Linked DNA regions of Anser cygnoides: region 2 is linked to region 1. A link is a contact called in public Hi-C data. All regions are on one chromosome and are shown on one strand. Each heading gives the region's core, a stretch centred on a gene start, on an enhancer-like site or on the middle of the called end of the contact. The rest is flanking DNA. Distances are from core to core; before and after follow the strand shown.

What was found. Hi-C and Micro-C count contacts between places; a contact is called where the count stands out from the background.
Region 2: a contact with region 1 is called in a Hi-C map of liver, with 1.8 times the contacts expected there. The contact joins two enhancer-like sites. A contact is called at or near these places in 3 of 7 Hi-C or Micro-C datasets (fetal liver and liver).

The regions. Positions count from the first base shown.
Region 1 is chr20:3,906,877-3,909,698 of Taihu_goose_T2T_genome, reverse strand. No RefSeq gene overlaps it. Among named protein-coding and RNA genes, the nearest start is that of COL5A1, 100 kb to the right of the region's middle. Within about 2 kb of position 1,343, at least 2 of the 3 cell types and tissues checked have open chromatin away from gene starts, as enhancers often do. A contact at or near this core is called in fetal liver and liver, where this site is marked.
Region 2 is chr20:4,074,029-4,076,850 of Taihu_goose_T2T_genome, reverse strand. It overlaps LOC136786689 (a long non-coding RNA gene), which reads left to right. Exons shown (of 2, transcript XR_010826064.1): 2 at 1-2,205. Among named protein-coding and RNA genes, the nearest start is that of WDR5, 36 kb to the left of the region's middle. Within about 2 kb of position 1,465, at least 2 of the 3 cell types and tissues checked have open chromatin away from gene starts, as enhancers often do. A contact at or near this core is called in fetal liver and liver, where this site is marked.

The DNA.
Region 1 (2,822 bases), core at 94-2,593:
CCCGAGGAATTTCTCTTGAAAGAATTTCTGATTCCTCTGACAATTCGAGCTGTACCCACTAGTGACAGTGGGACGGTGCCACTTACAGCAGCTGTGTGATGAGTGCCATTGCGGGAGCCAGCCCCCCAGAGGGACTGTGCCAGCTGGGCGCACGGGGGTGACCCTGGGCTTTCTGGTGGGTTGGTGACGATGGGGTGACGCGGGCCGTCTCACATACGAGGACCACCCTTGGCACACCACACACCGTGGGCTGGGCTGGGCCAGAGCCACCGTGGCTCTAACTGGGGACATGGGCGCGGGGGGGAGCTCCGACCCTGGGACGCATCCCAAAAACCGGGACACAGGGCACAGCACGGAGCAGCGCGCTTCTGGGGTCATGGGCACCTCGCCACGGTGACAAGAGCACAGTGACAAGCTGCCCTCGGGCACGCACGTGGGGACAGCGTGCCGTTTTCCAGCCCCTTTGCCTCTCGGTGTCAAGTTGGTGCCTCTGGAGTGGGAGCATTGCCGTGCGGGGAGGTGCCGCCAGCCCCCAGCACCGTGCTCATGACGGGGAGCAGCGAGCGGTGGCCTTGGCTTAACCTGGATCCGTTGCCAGGTACAAACAAGATTGAACTTGCTCTTGGGTTTACAGCGGAGATAAATCCTCCCCGACGGCTACAGAGCCGGTGAAATAGAGACGGAAAATGGGTGTTTCAATTTGGTTAGTGACGATCTGTGCGCTCCTAACTTTGCCGCGATATTTTTTCATTTGGGAAGCCGGGGACGTGGCTGGCAGAGGGCAGGGGAGGGGGGGCAAAAAGGATGGTGGTGGCTCACAGGTGCCTGCTGCTCCCTGGTGTGGGGACACAGCCCGATGCCACCCCAGCTCCGAGTGCCGCCCCTCTGCTCATTTTTGGAGACTCTGGGGACCGGGGAGCACCCACAGGCCCTGGCCACCCAGCAGCCGCTCGCCTGGCCGGCTGCACTCGCGCATGGGATGGCTCCTGTTCCAGAGGCTGGTTATTTGTCTTGTTAACCTCCAGGCAGCAGTTTGTGTTTGGAGAGCAAATATTTACCTCCCTTCCTGAGTTTTTTTTTTTTTCTTTTCCCCTTCTCCCAGGGTGGAGCAAACTGGGCTCCGTGGCCAACGCTCGCCCTCGCACCACGGGTTGGCTGGGTCCCCACCACCCGTGGGCTCAACACCCACGGCTTTGCTTTGAACATCGGGCTTACTTCTATATTTAAAGCAGCTAATAACAAAAGGCAAGGCCAAGCCAAGCTGCCCACCGTTCTTTTTCTTTCCTTGCCATGTTTGCTGCCACCCCCCCGGGAAGCTGGGCGCCTTCCCAGGCTCCAGCTCCTGCTCTGGGGGAAAAGGGAGCAGGAGGAGGAGGAGGGTGGCACCATGAACTCGTTGCTGTTTCTCCAGCTCCAGCTGGGATCAAAGTGCCTGATTCCTTGATAAGAGAAGGTGGTTGTAAGGGAATGAAATGGTTCACACATGCAATGGCTTGGGGCTTTTGCAGCGTGGCAGGGCTGGCTACGTGCAGGATTGGCCCTCACATCGTGAGGAGCATGGAGGAAGATACAAAGAGGTCCAGAGTGCTCTTTTATCAGAAACCTCCTAATGCCAGATTTCCCTAAACCCTGAGCTCTTAGAGGTGTAGGATCGGGGGGGGCTTCAGCTTCCCCTGCGAAACACCATCCTGGTGCTCCGGGTGCGTAAGGGGGTCCAGCATGGACGATGCTGTGCCGGGGGGTGCGGAGACACTCTTGGAGCCGCATCCTGCTTGGTGGCACCAGGCTGGCCACTTAATTTCTGCGCGTCCCCAGTGCTGACAGAGATGGAGTGAGGTGTCGGCAGACTGTTTTGAAATCCTTAAGAGAACGGCTGTGATCCCCGTCCTCTCCATGCCTCGGCTTTGCAGCGAGGAGGGGCTCTACAAATAAATACAGACAGATGAGCTCTTTCACTGGTAATTTGTCACTTCATAATTGCCAAAGAAAAGCAGGTTAGTTTTCTGCTCCTGACCTCTCTCAAGCAGCCTTTTCACCCCAGCTGGCCCCGAGGCCGGGGTCGGGGTCCCAGGGGGCAGCTTTCCCCCCGCGCTGTTGCCGCAAAGGGCACCTTGGCCTTCTGCAGCAGTGACATTTCCACGGGTCCCCCTGCGCTCCCCATCCCAGTGCTCCTCACTGCGGGCCTGGCACGTGGGAACTGGGCTCTGGGCATTTCCCTGGTGGGACTTCGGGGTGTGCCGAGCCGTGCCATGCCATTCTGAGCTGTGCTGTGCCGTGCCATGCCATGCCGAACAGAGCTGTGCCATGCCATGCCAAGCAGTGCCACGCCAAACCACGCCGTGCCATGTCGTGCTGAGCCGTGCCATGCCAAACCAAGCAGCCCAAGAACAAAGGGCTGCTGCCCCCGCCCGGCAGCAGCTCCCCGGCCCCCGCAGCCCCCCGGGCAGCCTCGGGTTTGCTCTCCCCACGAGGCTCTCCCCCCGACCCCGGAGCCCGGCAGCTCCCCTCGGGAACCCCTGCAGCCACCTCATCCTGCCTCTGACAGCCCCTGCTGCAGCAAGGTGTGCAGAGCAACAAGCCACGGCACAAAACTCTGCGTCTTGAGGATTTAGACCTCATTTTTCCATCAGAATACAAACGCCTTTTTTTTTTTTTTTTTTCCTTGCAGTATGACAAAGGGTTAATAACAGGCTCGGAGGGGAGCATTGCCTAAAATGAGCGTCTTTCATTTCCAAAGCGCTCGAGATCCCAAGGCACAGGCGAGAAATACTAGCCACAAAAATTTCGCATCTCTCTCCCTTACAACACTGGCAGTGAAACCT
Region 2 (2,822 bases), core at 216-2,715, 170 kb before region 1:
TGGATTTGCCAAGCCAAGCGCTGACTCGACCCACGGAGGAGCTCTTTGAGGTGCCCGGCTTTGCCCAGAGAGGTGACGCTGGAGCGCAGGCGCTGGGCGAGCGGAGCTGCTGTGCTTCATCCCCCTCTGCTCGGGCCCAGGGCCAGCGCCACGTTCCTCGCCAAGGATTCTGCAAAGCCCCTGCCCCAGCAGCGGGTGCCACGTCATTTGAAAAGCTCCTCGGTGCTCTTTATTATCTGGTCATTATTTTTGCACTGAAGCCTGAGATAAGCAAAGCATAAATCAAAGCAGCGCAGAAGCCACTTGGAGCAGGTAAAGGATGGAGAAGATTTTAATCAGCGGATCTGGGCATGAAAAGCCAAAAGAGGGAGAGAGGGAGGGAGGAAAGGGGGGGCGAGGAACAAAGGAAGGGAGCGAAACACCACTTGTTGTTTGTGGGACCAAGACAAATGTTTCCAAAGCCACATTTTCCACATGACTCCCAGCAAAAGCTCCTGGTTTGATTATTAATCGTGGGCCGGCCTCCATCCATCACTCCATCCGCCCGTGCTCCCGAGCTGTTTGATGTGCTGCTACCCTCCGCTCTCACCTCTGTTGGGCTGCTCTGGCAGGGGAAAGCCCAGCAAGATATTTAAATAAAGAAAACGCAATCAAATAAATCGGGGAGGAAATAAATAAAACTATCTGGGGAGCTTCTACTGTGCCGGTCGGGTACCTGCCTCTGGAGGCTCCTGGAGTGCTGCTGACACCGGGAGCGTCTCCCAAAATGGATGGACTTTGTCTCTTGCCTCATACATCTGTTTAATGACCTCTCCTTGCAGGCACTTGACATGTGATTTATGGGATATAAATTTTACCTCTTCTCTCTGCAGCGTTGCAAGCGCTACGTGCTGAAAGGTGAGAGCACCTCGCCCCGCCGGGCCGCTGTGCCGCGCCAGCTCCCGCGCTCGTCCGCTCGCTCAACTTTCTTCCCCCGGCCCTTCCTTTCAAAAACAAAACAACAAACCCTTAAAAATGTGTTTTTTCCTCCCTGAAAGCAAACTGCTGCTGACGCAGCCTTTGCAGCTTCAAGGCTGATGGCGCTTTTCAGAAAAAAAAGAAAACAGCAGCATCCCAGCTGATTTCCTGCAAATAATAAAAAAATAAATAAATAAGTCCTTAATTCTTTTACTGGCATCTGTAGCCTCTAATTCATAAATTCATCAGGACTTTCCCAGGATGTCAGTTTTGGCAAATGAGCCCTGAGTTGCTTCATGCTAATGGAGCGGTGGGCTGCCTGACCTCAGGAAATAGAGAGGCCAAACATGAAAAAACAGAGCCGGGTTCAAGGCTGGGGCTGTGAACCCCAGATTTGAGGGTGAGGTCAGGAGAGGGTCAGGAAAGCATTGTGTGCGTGTGAGGGAGAGGCGCTGGTTTCTATTTAAAACCTTCCACGGCGCTCGGAGAGACCTCTGGCCATTGTGTGCGGGAGCAGCCCGGCTATTGAGCGGCGTGCCTCGAGGATCCTGGCTGCAGGAACGGGGAGAGATTAGAAACAGCCACACGTACACGCTGCAAGCCAAGCCCTCCCCTACCTTGGAGAGGAGAGGAGTGCGAGCTCTGCCTGGCTCTTTTCAGCGGCTAACGCAGATGGATTTGCTTTGGCATTTAACGGTGATGAATGTGCCAGGTGCTATTCATTAGAAATGATTTGTTGGGGCGAGCGCAGCTCGCCTGCCCATTAGGACGCATTTACTTCGCAGGTTAGTAATGATGGGTGCACTTAATAGTTTCTAAGTATCAGAGGGCATTAAAAAGCCCTGGAAGAAAAGGCTATCAATATTTACAGTTTCAATTTGCTGGGGTAGGAAACCCCTGTGCGCGGCTGCAGGGGTGGGTGTCTGCCGGTGAGGCAGCACCACCTCCTTGCTCGCCAGCGGCTGCTGGCACAGGCAAGGGATTTTGGTGGCCTTAAAACACCTGAGTGCTGTGGAAGCAGCCACTGGGCCACCTCCGGGGTCTGTCACTGACTGGAGATGCCCATCCTGGCTCCAGTCCCCCGGGGCTGGCTCCCCGCGAGCACCAGGAGGAGGCGGAAGGTCACTGGCCGGGGGCTGATTATGGCCATTACATCCCAATTCCCTTCCCCTGCCCTCCCCCCCAGCCCGGGCTCGGGAGCGAGATCCTGTTAGTGGCCCTCTGCCGATAGGCGGCCATTTACTTAAGTCCCAATTTTTCATTAAAATAGCACATATGGCTATCAAGCATTGCAAGGTCACAGGGCTGCATTGTCTCAGCTTAATATGATGCTATTAAGGCTGGGCTATAATATCCCAGATACAGCAAGTTCAGCAGCGTAAGATCAAGCATTGGGCAAGACTGCAATTTCCTCCTGTCCTCCTGCTATGATCTTATCAAAGCCTGACTGATCTCTATAGACGAAATCGCGCTGGAGAGCATTAAACACCGGGAGCAGCTCCGCTTCCACGGGGCCGCAGCGAGGCTGGGCTCACAGCGCGGTTCCCTTTGTGCCGCGCACGGCTCGGGGCTGCCTCCTCCACCTCTTCCTCCTCCTCCTCGTGCTCTAGGTGGCATTGCCTGGGGTTTCCAGGATGGGCTGAGCTGCTTTTCCTGAAGCCTGGCCTCCGTTCAAGCCAGCCTGTGCTTGAGTCAGGTCCTCAACTCTGAGAGAGCGTTGCTGAATTTTGGATTTTTCACCCATTTCGGCTCCTGGCTGCTCCGTGGCTGATGCGCTGGCACGGGACACTCGGAGCGGTGGCCACTTCGTGCAACCTTCAGCTAGCCACTGGCAACCTCTTGTAAACCAGGACAATCGTTCTTTT